2 separate regions of the Sus scrofa genome follow, and region 2 is linked to region 1. Evidence: chromatin contacts called from public promoter capture Hi-C data. All regions are on one chromosome and are shown on one strand. Each heading gives the region's core, a stretch centred on a gene start, on an enhancer-like site or on the middle of the called end of the contact. The rest is flanking DNA. Distances are from core to core; before and after follow the strand shown. Region 1 holds the start of RPAP2 (putative RNA polymerase II subunit B1 CTD phosphatase RPAP2). Region 2 holds the start of KIAA1107.

What was found. Promoter capture Hi-C pulls out the DNA fragments that hold promoters and counts their contacts.
Region 2: a contact with region 1 is called in a promoter capture Hi-C map of fetal liver, with 3 times the contacts expected there. The contact joins the promoter of KIAA1107 here to the promoter of RPAP2 in region 1. A contact is called at or near these places in 2 of 5 promoter capture datasets (fetal liver and liver) and 1 of 47 Hi-C or Micro-C datasets (heart right ventricle).

Annotation. Positions count from the first base shown.
Region 1 is chr4:124,772,643-124,775,195 of Sscrofa11.1, forward strand. RPAP2 (putative RNA polymerase II subunit B1 CTD phosphatase RPAP2) reads right to left here and starts at 1,272. Exons shown (of 13, transcript XM_003125906.4): 1 at 1,120-1,272; 2 at 220-265. The coding sequence starts at 1,192. It overlaps GLMN (glomulin), which reads left to right and starts at 1,315. Exons shown (of 19, transcript XM_021090232.1): 1 at 1,315-1,394; 2 at 2,255-2,330. The coding sequence starts at 2,292.
Region 2 is chr4:124,949,138-124,951,690 of Sscrofa11.1, forward strand. It overlaps KIAA1107, which reads right to left and starts at 1,283. Exons shown (of 17, transcript XM_021090241.1): 1 at 958-1,283. The coding sequence starts at 1,091.

The DNA.
Region 1 (2,553 bases), core at 22-2,521:
TGGACACCTTTCCACCAGCAACCTCAAAGTGTCCATTTAGTTTTCCTAAAGCGTGGAGTCCGGGCAGCAACAGTCGCTGTTAGAATTTACAGTACTTCCCACATCTACCTCTTCTCTCACAATCACCTCCTCTGAGGCAGCACTCATCATTGTTTTTTAAAATGGTTCAATTAACGGGCAATTCACAGAGAAGTGAAAGCAGCTGAGTAGTTCTCCTACCTTTGAGAAGCATCTTCTTGTTGCAAGGCACTTGTCCGTTTAGTGCCTACAATTAAAAGAAACAAAAAACAGGTCAAGTCTACACCAACTCACCTGGTTACAGGTGAGATTCTTACTCAAATAACCTGCAAACCATCTTTTCTTCTTTTCCACATAGTTCATTTCCAATCCTGTGTGTAAATCTAACGAAATGGGAAGGGGATTCAATTTGGGTTTGCAAACTAATTCTTTTTCTTGCTTAAAATGTATCTCTTGGAGTTCCCGCTGCAGACCAACGAGGAGAGCGGCGTCTTGGGAGCGCTGGGACGCAGGTTCGATTCCGGGCCCAGCACAGTGGGTGAAGGACCCCGGCCCCAAACTCCACGTGCCGAGGGGCAGCCAAAAAACCCGTATCTCTTCTATCACTGTCGCGTTAATTAACCACTCCTCAAAGTCTGAGTTCTGGGTACTTCAGGGGGCGACCTCTCTTGCTCCCCTAAATGTTCGTTCCCAGGTGAAGGGGGGGAGTGTGACACCCCAGAGAACTGGGGCACCAAAGCAGCAGCACACCTGCAAGGAGGGCCAGTGGTAGGTTCCCTGCCGCCTGCGGACGCTGGCCTGGTCCGCGGCCCGCTCTGGACCCCAGCTCCAGACTCCCAGGACCTCCCTACTGCCCGTTCCCTGGGAGACTGGCTCCCAGCCCATCCCAGGAGAAACCCTGGACGGCCGGTGCGCAGAGGTGGGGTCCGGCCCAAGGCCTTCCCCCTGGGGCGAGGGCTCGGCGGTGGGAAGCGCTCGGCCTCCTCCGCCCCGAGACCTGCTCTGGGGCGGCCTTTCCCGAGCGCCCACACGCTTTAGTCTGGAATCCCGTCGGGACCCAGTTCTCAGTTCCAAACCTGGGAACAGGCCCTGCTTCCTTACCTGCGACGTTTCGGGAGGCGCGAGGACCCCGGGCCCGGCGGCCGGCGGAGCGCGGCCGAACGGCGTCGGCCATGGGGAGCGTCGCTGAGAGTCGGAACCTGCCCGGCGCCTCCCCCTCGAGGCTCCGCCTCCAGCCGCGCAGCGCGGGGCGGGGCCGGCCGGGGCGGGGCGGGGCCGGCCGGGGGCGGGGCCCGGAGGGCGGCCGGGGGCGGGGCCCGGAGGGCGGCCTGCGCGCCGGGAGGCGGTGGGCGGTGAGAGTGGCCGGAGGCCCGGCGGTGAGTGAGCGCGCCGCGGGGCGTCGGGCGGGAGGGCGTGGGGCCGGGGCGGCCGGGCCTCGCGGTCGGGGGCGAGCCGCCGAGGGCCGGGAGTCACCTGCCGCCCGCGCCCGCGAGGTCTGGAGCCCGAAGGCCCACGCAGGCAGGAGCCGGCAGAAATGGCCGTCTCGGATGCCGCCTGCGCGCGCTGGGGTTTTATCCGCCTTGGAGCGCGCTGCCGTGAGGTCCCGGCCCGCCCGCGCCCCACTGCGGGGCTGGGGACCCGCCTTCCCGCCGGGAGAAACGCTGGCCTGCGGGAACCGGGCGCTGTCCCCGGAGGGCCGCCGCTGCCTTGTCTCCGTGTGCTGTAGCGATTTCACCAGCTCGATTGATTATACTGGGGGGGTCATTAACAGACAAATGACCCGCTCACACTTGAGCTGGAGGGCATCGCCCCTTTCACTCCCTCCGGGTGAGTTGTGTTGCAGTGCAGTTTGTCAAGGGGGCCATTAAAAAATAAACAAATCCCGTAATGATTAGAACGGCTTTCAGGCCCACCTTTTGGGAAAAAAGTCTGCCTTTTAAAAACTGTAATATTAGAGTCCACATTTGCGCTGCCTCTTGAAATGGCACTAGAGGATTTTTTTCCCTTGAGTTTAACGTTCAAAATTATGCTCCAAGAAAACGTAAAGATGAAACAGGAAGGGTTTTTCTTTTTTTTTTTTTAATTTTTATTTTCTTAGGCTAACCTACTTTCAGTAAAAACATTTCAGCTTTAAAACTTTCCATTTTCTTTACTGTATTTATTAACTATTCATCAGAATGAAACAACTTAATAATACTTCACTATAGTATTACTGATGGTTAACACCTCATATTAGTACATTTCAGCATCAAAACTACGAAAAATAAGAAGGAATGGCTGTGGAGGAACTTCAGTCCATAATAAAGAGATGTGTAAGTAATTTTTTCTTCTTTTTTTCTTTTGGTGAAGTTAACCTTTCAAAATATAAGAAGGGCACAGATTATATTTAATTACATTAGCAGTCACTAACATTGTAAATCGTCTGTAATCCTGCTTTTTTTGACCTATGAGCTAATAGCATGAAGGCAGGAAGACAGATTAGAGGATGTCATTTGGAGAAATAATATTTATAGTTTTAATACTGATCCTTACACA
Region 2 (2,553 bases), core at 33-2,532, 180 kb after region 1:
TTTTTTTTTTTTTACTTTATAAAGTTCAGTTTACAGCTGCTGGAGCCTTAAGGGTGGGGAACACTAAGCACTTTCTAAAGGTGGAATACTGCATAACCCTTAGTGATGAAGTGTCATTATGTTTACATGAGTTCAGTAGTCCTCAAAGGGTGACCCAGGCCAGCAGCATCAGCATCCCCTGGGCCCCTGCCAGAAATGCAAACATCTCAGGCCCCATCTCAGACTAGCTGTTATCAAAACTGTCCTCTGGGCCCCAGGAAACCTAAGCCCTCTTCCTGATTCTGATGAACCCTAAAGTTCAAGTGCCAATATTTTGGTGGAAATGGAAACCAGCTAGGGAATATTCCTAAGCTTCATTTTATTCACCACAATTTTGAGTTAAACTTCACAACAACCCTCCATTTGCCCGAGTCCTCATGGGAGCTGGGAGTTGCTGTGGCTGCTGGGGGTGGCGGAGGAGTCTAGGAGAGGGGAAGCCAGGTTGCAATCAGCAAAGATTTCCATGTAGGCACTCCTGCTAAATCGTTCAAAGAGAGCTCAGCAGAGACCTCCAACGTTCCAGGAATTTGTTCATTTTTCACTCATTCTAAGCAGACATTCACTCCCTCTTCTACTTTTACCATGTTTCTTAGTTGTGTTTAACAACTGTGTACGTTTCAAGACCACGAAACCTGAATCCATCTCGACAGGAGCGAAAGTCTTCCAAGACCCAAGCCTGCCCGCGATGGAGTGTTCTGGCAAACGCCGGTGCTGCACAGAGCTAGAGAGGCGTGCCCGCTGTCTTTGTGAATCCGGTGTGTGCTCTCCGAGGTGCCCCGGGTCGGTGACACGGGGCGAGCGAGCCCGCTTTGCTGGGAGGAATCGGGGGAAGGGGAGGGATGGAGAAGCGGCGCGGGAGCCGCAGCTTCTGGGGCGGAGGTGGGCGCCTGCGGCCCCGGAGTTCCCGCCTCCTCCTACCTGAGCAGGTCCTGGCTGAGCTGCTCCGCCACCGCCGCCTTCAGCCGGCGCCGCTCGCAGGGCCCCTTCCTGCCAACTCCGGGGGACCCCGGGGGCACCACGGGGGCCGCGCCACCCTCCCCACAGCGGGCCATGTCCCACCCGGCGCGGCGGCGCCCGCGGGGCCCCGCGCCCGGCCGCCCTTCCCCGCCTCTGGGACGAGGGGGCGTTTCCGACCGGACGCTCGGCTCCAACCCGAACCCGCCCCCTCGCCTCCCGCCAGGGGGTGGCCGGCCCTCCGCAGCCGCCGGCCCGCAGCCCCGGGGAAGCTCGGGGGCCGGCCCGCGCCCACGTGACCCGGCGGCGGTGCGCAGGCGTGCTGGCTCTGTTTACCTCCGCCGCAGGCGCTCCGCCCCCTGCCGCCCGGGGAGCGAGCTGCCCGCTGGGACCCGCCGGGTCGGCTCTGGATCCGGGGCCCTCTGGCTGAGCGCTCATCTCCACTTATGCTTCATTGAGAGCCTAGTTCAGCTCCACCTGTGCAGCCTTCCCACACCTTGTCGTCCTGGGATGCCAGCGCTTTTCTTCCCCAGAGAGACAGGTGCCCTAGACGTGTCACACTCTCTCCTTAACTTGCTTTGGGCAAGAAAAATTGGGATTGTGGGAGTTCCCACTGTGGCTCAGCACCACCTAATCCCACGAGCATCCAGGAGGCCCGGGATTCCATCGCTGGCATCGCTCAGTGGGTTAAGGATCCCGGGTTGCCATGAGCTGCCGCTTAAGTCAAGACACCCCTTGGATCCCGCCCTGTTTGGCTGTGGTGTAGGCCGGGAGCTGCAGCTTGCGTTCCATCCCGGTCCTGGGAACTTCCGTATCCACAGGTGCGAGCCTGAATAAAAGACCAAAAAAAAAAAAAAAAAAAAAAAAAAAAAAAAAAAGAAAGAAAAAATTGGGATTGTGAGGAATGGGGAAGAACTTCGTAAAAATCAGCAGAGGTCACAACACTCCTAAGTCCCCTGCAAAGGGTGTATACAGCATCTAAAAGATTCCTTCTCCTTCTAATCCAGGAACTGGTCCTGAACTTTAGCTGAGAAGTGTCAATGATACTCCAGAGCTTGCATATAAAGCTATAAAATTTATGAGGAGGAAGAAAGGAAGTTGGATTGTACGGGCAGAGCCTTCAATTGAGCAGGAAAGTGGGTGGATTGATGAGCCATAGAATTTCGAATATGTTAACATGAAGAAAAGAGATGGAGAAAAATCACTTTAAAAGTCTTTTGGTATTTTTGTATTTGATGACTTCTTCCAAAGGAAGAAGGCTCGGTTACTCGGCTTCATTCAGAAGCTCTGCACAAGGAAACAAACACGTGCTAATTGCTTGGAAAATATGTGGATCTTGTACCCTAAGATTGGCCAAGAGTAGCCATTTCTCCAAATAATGACCTCAATTTCTCAGACACCTTAATTCTAAAAAATATGATGGATAACTGATTCTTAATTAATCCTGTAGAATAGAGGAATGTCAGAAATAACACGAGTTAATATTTATTGAGAGTTTTTTTAGGCGAGAAAACTGATCTACCTGCTTTCTAAGTATTAACTCAATCCTCATAACCACCA